Regions from separate parts of the Gossypium arboreum genome. Here region 1 is linked to region 2. The links are chromatin contacts, called in public Hi-C maps. All regions are on one chromosome and are shown on one strand. Each heading gives the region's core, a stretch centred on a gene start, on an enhancer-like site or on the middle of the called end of the contact. The rest is flanking DNA. Distances are from core to core; before and after follow the strand shown. Region 1 holds the start of LOC108453314 (microtubule-associated protein 70-4-like). Region 2 holds the start of LOC108453385.

The links. A called contact is a pair of places that touch in the nucleus more often than the background predicts.
Region 1: a contact with region 2 is called in a Hi-C map of leaf, with 3 times the contacts expected there. The contact joins the promoter of LOC108453314 here to the promoter of LOC108453385 in region 2. A contact is called at or near these places in 2 of 5 Hi-C or Micro-C datasets (both in leaf).

Annotation. Positions count from the first base shown.
Region 1 is chr5:45,728,163-45,732,371 of ASM2569848v2, reverse strand. It overlaps LOC108453314 (microtubule-associated protein 70-4-like), which reads left to right and starts at 2,007. Exons shown (of 11, transcript XM_017751340.2): 1 at 2,007-2,609; 2 at 2,724-2,809. The coding sequence starts at 2,351.
Region 2 is chr5:45,537,973-45,541,767 of ASM2569848v2, reverse strand. It overlaps LOC108453385, which reads left to right and starts at 2,201. Exons shown (of 21, transcript XM_017751456.2): 1 at 2,201-2,661; 2 at 2,757-2,889; 3 at 3,577-3,713. The coding sequence starts at 2,387. It also overlaps the pseudogene LOC128292666.

The sequences.
Region 1 (4,209 bases), core at 758-3,257, 190 kb before region 2:
ATTCATTTAGCAAACAATTTTAAAAAGATATTGCAGCTGACCTACTAAAGTGTAGACAAAAATGACTAAATCTTTTGGACCACAATCTAATCAATATTTCTAATATTATACAGGATGATCTAAATATGTAATTTTGAAAAAAAAGAAAATATCTAAATATGTAATAAGATAGCCTCCCATCACTTAATATATATACAATTTTTAAATGTATTTTAAAATTTTGGACGTGTTTGAATTTAATAAAATTAAAACATTATAAATTCAAGCATAATTCAAAATTTATTATAGTATATCTTTCTTTCTTTCTTTCTTTTTTATTTTTATTTTTGGGCATATTTAAACACTACATGGTTCTAGAATAAAATTGTAATTATTATCAAAATAATTATATCTCTAATTATAAAAAATTTAGATGTGTTTTTAATAGTGCCGATAATAACTATACAACTACATAATTTTAAATTTTAAAATTATAATTTTAGAGATAAAACTCTAAATAAAAATTTTAAAATTAAATCATCGTATGTAATATGCTAGGCCAAAAAATTTGACAATATAATACAATTTTATCTAATTACTCTAACATTTCATAATGTATACTAGTTGTTATTATTGATTGGTTTTAATTAAGTATAAATAATTAGTAATAAATAATATATAATTTTATTAATTATTTAGCATGTCAAAATGTATGAAAAATTATCTTTTGTTAATAAAAATTTCAAATTATTTTAATAAGATTAGTAAATAAAATATAACTTAAAAAATTAAAACACTAATATTATTAATGTATAGAAATAACATTTTAAACTTAATTCAAGAATATGTTTAAAATTTTTATGATCATTTGATTTGAGTATAATTATTTATAAATTACTTGTGTGATTACCCAATTCTCACACTTTTTTTGAGAAGTGGATGGTGTAAATCAAACATACCACATATTTGTATCTACAAATACTTGCACCAAATCCAATTGTCCAATAATTTTTGAATACATTCTTAAAAATAAAAATAAAAACTCAAATTCTTTTAATCGTTATTAATTTAATTGTAAAAATAAAGCTTTTAAAATTTAAAATTTGAGATACATGTAATATAAATTATGTGTGAGTCTCTAATAAAATTTATTTTGATTTAAATTATATTTTGTAAAACCTTAGCATTTGGTTTTGTTGGACAGAAATGTTTTCACATATCACAATAATTTGTGATTAGACCTGTTCAAAAGTTACATAATTCACCTAACCTAATTTAAGTTAAGTTTGAATAATAATTTTTCACTTTAGGTCGATCCAGTTTAACTCAGTTTGAATTCAATTTAAATAATAAAATTATTTTTAAAAAATAAAAAATAAAAATACATAAAATAACAATTAAAATATATTTTATTATTTTATTATTTTAAAATAATAAAACGAGCAACAGTCTAACTCAGGCTGAAAATGGACTTTAATTTAAAATATATTTTGAAATCGAATTTCAATTGATCCGATTTATATGTAACTCTAATCATAATGTGCACAACATAATATTATATTTATAATTAATTGCACAAATAGGACAAAGTTCAAACACTATTGCTTAATGCTAAATCCGAGTTGCCAATAATATTTATAGAGATTTTCTATCAAACTTTTCCCCTTTGGGTAAAGTAACCGAGACACGCCAGCTACCAAAAATAGCAAATTTCGAATCCCAGTTATAATTTGTTTTATTTTAATTTTTATTGTGAATGTAATTTGTTATTTAATTAAAAATAATCAGAAATCAAAAAATATTTGGAAAATTCTGAAAGATATATTTTAATTTTTATTGCGAACGTAATTTTAGAAAAGAGAAAATAGAAAAAGGCTGTCGCAATTTTAAGCATCGGAAAAAGAAAGAGGTGGAATCAATTTTCGAAGCGCAACCAGCAGCAGATTTCACTGCTTAAACACACACAGTAATCTCTAATTTCAGCAACTCCATTAATTTAATTTAATTAATTAAGTCTCCATCACTCATTTCTCTTCCTTTCTCTCTCCTCACTCTGTCATTGTAACCAGATTTTAAAATCCATAATCTACAGAGAGAAAATAATAATAATAACATTATTATTATTTTATATATAACTGATTTATCTCTCTCTCAGCTCTAAAGCCATTCTTCTTCACTCTATCTTTTCTATTATCTGAGAATCTGCTGAGCAGTTGTGTATTTCAACTGATTTTCAAACCCTATCGTTTTGGATCCACTTCAAGGTTTAGATGTGAAGAGAACTACTCTGCGTGGAAAGAGTTACTTTTCTTCTTCTTCTTTTTTTTTTTTTTTGTATTTGAAGTGGTGAGAGGAAGTGTTTGGATCAGAGATGGCGGAGATTGCCGGCGAAGCGGCAGAGGTAACAGGCAATGCGAGAAGTGAGTCGCCGGTGAGGATGACTTCGACCACGTCGGGAGCACCTCCGCCTTTGGCGGTGTCGGCGCCGTTTAAGGAGAGTGGAGGGAAAGGTTCGTCGAGGAGGAGAACTGTCAGACCTAGCTTCGATGCGGATAACGACTTCATTACGTTGCTTCACGGTTCGGATCCGGTGAAAGTTGAGCTTAATCGGTTGGAGAATGAAGTTAGAGGTCTGGAATGTGGCTCGATCTAGTTGTTTTTCGCCTCGATTCGGTTCAATTTAGCTGCTTTTAGTTAACGGTTAACCGTTTCCTTTTATTTTAATATTTTGGATATGTTTACAGATAAAGATAGAGAATTGGGAGAAGCACAAGCCGAAATTAAGGCATTAAGGATGTCTGAAAGGCTAAGAGAAAAGGCTGTCGAAGAGGTTGATTAAATTATTATTATTAATTATTAGGTTTTAATTTAATAAAATAATTAAATTGTGAAAACGCCTTAGTAATACTGGTAGTTAAAAGTAGTAATTTATTTCGAAATGTTTTGAAATTTTCTTATTTTTCGTTAAATTATGTCTGTTCTTAGTGGAAAGTTCACTGCTTTTCCTTCCCTTTTTTGGATGTTTGATTTCTGGGGAAAAAGAACTCAATTTATTTGAAGTTTAGTGATGGATAATCTGCTGAAACTGATGGAAGAAGGGGCTGTTTGCTATGTTTCTCCACTCTTCAATTTTCATGAATTATTAGTGCTGATGCGCATCCATACATTGGTCTATGGAGATTATGACGCTCCACGGACTCTCCAAATACGTAGAAAACTAACATACCCATGTCGAATGCTACTCCTATCTGACACTCATTTCGTGACCCAGTAACATAGGCTGTTTGTATATCACTGTATATTGTAGTTTTACTGAAGTAGATCCTGTAAACTTTATATGTAAATTTGCTCTGCCTGCCTGTGTCTTCATTGCTGATAGCAAATCTCTGTTCTTTGTATGGTTGGAAAGTTGGCTTTCTGGTATTTGGGTGAACAATTTACTGTGCATTTTACTCTTGAAGTCATGTTTGGTAGAGTTTCATCGTTGTTATTGGTTAGTAATTTTAGAAAGTCAGTGATGGGCCGTCTCATCTACAATTATGAATAATTTTTTAATGCTTTATCAGACTTCTTTGTCAGATTCCTTGTAGTATCTGTATCTTTTTATTTTAAGATTGCATATTATGGAAAATTAATTTAAGGTTTTGCATCGTTCAGTTGCTTTTTCCTGTCTTCTAATGTTGTTTGACTTGTCACTATTAAAGCTGTTACAAAATTTCGTGCTACCTGCAATCTAAAACTTATGTTAGTTCTTTTATTAGACCAAATGTTCTTCCATGCATGTTATCTTCTTCCTATAACTATCAAATTGTTTTCCCATGTATGTTTTTTTCTTTCTAAATTTAATTGTTTGATGAGGTTTAGGGTAGCATGTGATCTCATGATTGAAATTTTGGCTCTCATGCTGAGAGATTCTGATGATCTATTGCACTTTTTGTTTTATGACTTGCTATTTCTGCGTATTGCAAATGATCTTGTCTTGTTCGGGAGAATTCGTGATCTTTATGTAATTTAGAGGTCTTCAACACTTCGCAACGCTCTTGCATCAAAGGCTTTAGTTTATCTTTTTTTTTTTTCTTCTTCGGTATCTTTTTTTTTTTTCCTTCTTCAGTACTAACTCAATATATAATATAAGGTGTTGGACACATCTGAAATTTGGTTTTATATCTGTCTTCTGACCCAGAATTTTTGTAACACCTTTTGTAATTGAGATGGAGACTGATAATTGAG
Region 2 (3,795 bases), core at 952-3,451:
AGACATATCTTGACGCATATTGCCCTTAACTATGCAATAGGCTTACGTGCTGGCTATAAGATTCATAATCTCTTAAATTGGTTAATTCTTCCGCAACATATGAGAGAGATGCATTGATAGCCAATTGTTATGCATTGCCTTAAGGTTAATGCTGATGTTGCACTTGACTTAAACGAGCGAGTTGTTGGGTTAGAAGCCATCATGTGGAATAGAGATAGCATGGAGCTTGGAGGATACACAAGGTTTCCATGCGAGTGTGCGCAAGTTATTTAGGTTATGGCTTATGCAATTTTCATGGGCTAGGAGCTTGTTCATGAAATGGGTCTTAAAAATATTATTGTTGAATTTGATAATTATCTTATATATTTTTAAAAGTAATATCTTATAATTACTAAGTTAACTCATGAAAGCTAGGTTTATCTTTATTTGTTTAATGAGGCTCAAACTTTTGTAGGTTTTATTTTATTTTATTAATTTTGTTTATAAACCTAGATTGGCAAAGTTTGTTATCGATGTGCTTCATGTTGCATGGATCTTAGATGTAATGTTGAGCTTCGGTTTGTACTTGATTATTCAACTAAATTTTATAAACTTGTAATTGCGGATGTATGTTTTTAAAGAAAAAATTAAATATTGTCATGTTCAAAAATAAATTTGGTAAACTACCGAAATAGTCACTTTTGTTAGCTTCAAATTACTTTTTAGTCACATATGTTTGAAATGTTACGTTTTAGTCACTTACATTATCGTGTTGTAACATTTTAGTCACTTAGATATTAACTGTTATTAATGGTGTGACAGTAAGCTGACGTGGCATGTTAAATAATCATTTCAAACGAAAATTTTAGGTTAAATTATGCAATTGGTCCTTTTTCTGTTTTGAGCAATTTAATTTTTTCGTTTATGTTCTTTTAGTTTTCCTTTTTTTTTCTTTATTTTCCATTCTTTTCTACTTCTTACCTAAAATTTTTGAAGGTTGGAGAAGAAAGTGGTGGTGTCACAAGGGCACTATTAGAGATTCCGAGAGGAGGAAGAGACGAAGGAATGGTGCTTCGAAAGAACGGAATGAGACTAGACGAATTATTTGCAGCAGCCCTAGTGGGAATGGGGAAGGAAGTGGAGGAAGGACTGACTTGACATGAAGGAATTGTACTTGGAAATGCAGAAGATAAAGGACTAGGATTTTGGGAAGAATATGGGGTAATTTTAGCTAAATTGATTGCTATATCAATCGGAGGTGGCTTACATCCCTAAACAGCAAATCCAATGAAAAACCAAAACTAATCAACACATTAATGCTCAAGAGGATTATACAGGAAAAACAAAAGCTGATCAAGAAAATTTGTTCACAGTCCAATTAATAAAGTTTCAGTTCCAACAGTTATTGTCTTTAAGTGGGAACTATTGTTTTCATGTATGACTTTCTGTTGATTTTTCCAATATTCCAAGCGATCAAACAGAAGCCAAAACAAACAGAAATAAAGCAAATCAAGTAAAAAAAACCCAGAAAGCATAACCAAACTAATTAAAATTGGTATGGGAACCAGATCCAACTAAATTACAACTAAAACAAAATGAGTAGAGAAGGAAAAGAGTTGCATTTTGTTTGAACAAATCTACCCTTTTGTGAGTAGTGAAAAGAAGAAGAGAAGGGTAAATTAGGTACCTTTCGATCAACAACCCAACCAGCCTCAACACAAAGAGCTTTGAGGACCTCATTGTTATCACAGTGCTTGGGTAGATTATAATTTCATTGAGCTCTCAGCCCAGTATATATCTTGGCAGCGATAGCTCTTCTACTCCTCTCCCTCCTCATGTTGTTTTCTCTCTCCCTCTATGACGGCTTCCTCCTTTGTCTTTGGTCAGGCATTGACCTATCAGCTTATTGGTGTCCACTTTCTCTAGAAGTAGAAGTGAATAAAAATAAAGAAAAAATAATATAAAAGAAGAAAAATTAAATTGTTCAAAACAAAAAATATAACGATTAATTATATATTTTAACTTAATATTTTCATTTGAGATAATGATTTAATAAAAATTAATGATTCAATAATTAAAATGTTAAAATAAGATAATATAAGTGATTAAAACGTAACATTTCAAATATAAATGACTAAATTATAACCTGAGCAGTGATTATTTTAACAATTTACCCAAAAAATTTAAATACATTATATTCAATGTATTTAAATACGTAATAGAAAATCTGAATGACATTCCCTCGTTTTAAAGACCCAAAAACAGCTCAGCCCATCAAAGGATATAAACTTAGAAGGGAAGCAAAAACCCTTCACCATATTCGGCAGCAGCCTCCGCAGTAGGGTTTACTACCATTTCCCTCTCTACCATCTCCAATTCCTCCAACTCAAACTCAAGCTAGACAACGATGGCACAATCCCTAGAACTGTTGTTGATTCAATTCTTAATGCCAGACAACGATGCAAGGAGGCAAGCGGAGGATCAAATTAAGCGGCTGGCGAAGGATCCGCAAGTCGTTCCGGCTCTCGTTCAGCACCTTCGCACTGCCAAGACTCCCAACGTCCGTCAACTCGCCGCAGTTCTCCTAAGGAAGAAGATCACTGGACACTGGGCTAAGCTCGCTCCTCAGGTTAAGCAACTTGTCAAGCAGTCCCTCATTGAAAGCATCACAATGGAACATAGGTTTATTATTGGAATTTACTTTTTTATTATTTCTTTATTGCTTTTGATCGCCAATTGGAATTTAATTCGATTTTCGGTGGCTTGATTTTTGACAGTCCACCAGTGAGGCGAGCCAGCGCGAACGTAGTGAGTATAGTTGCGAAATACGCTGTTCCAGCTGGAGAATGGCCTGATCTGCTGCCGTTTCTGTTTCAGTGTAGTCAAAGTCCACAGGAAGATCATAGAGAAGTAATATTTTGATTTATGTTTTCGGGAAAGTTGACTCTGTTGCATTGCTAAAAAATTCACTATTAAGTAGGATCAAGAAATCCATGAATTTTGGAAGTAATCAAGAAAGTCTTATATTTATGTGTTCAATTATGCAATTTATGCCAAAATTGATATCTGAAGCGCTTCTTTACCAAATGCAATCTAGCCAAGAAATAGTAGTTAGTACAAGCTTATAGTAAATGATGTTATTTGCTCATCATACTTATCAGTAGAAAAAGAGTTAAAATGCATATTTTATGCACAATAATAGAAATATCAATTTGCTGCATTTCATAAAAGTGTAACAAAGTAGTTAGCATGAAGGGTTCTTTGACTGGTATAATGCATGTTATCTTAAGTTTAAGTTTAAATTGAATGACAGATTTTTTGGTGCTCTGATAGGCCAAGAAAACTTCTTGTGACATGAAGTCATTTGTAGGATCTTCATCTAGTTTATCATGACATATTAACTTCCCTTAATGGACATCTGTGCTTGCATGCTGTTGTAGTCAATCATGTCTTCCTATTTGTGTCATTTTGGCCTGAAACTGGACCTTGCACGGTATCAGCTTTCTTTAGATAGCAGCTCTCATTTCTCGTGTCCAGTTCATGCCATTTCCATTTTATGGACTAACAAATGTATCTGTCTGCTTCTGGTGATATAAGGTGGCTTTGATCCTTTTCAGCTCTTTGACTGAAACAATTGGGAGCACCTTTAGACCTCATTTTGCAGACCTGCAAGCACTTCTGCTCAAGTGCTTGCAGGATGAGACAAGCAATCGTGTCAGAGTTGCTGCCCTAAAGTAACCTTTTTTCCCTCGTGATACTTTATTGCTGATCTTGTTGGTTGTTAGGAAATAACTTTTGGGGGTTTGTTTACATGAT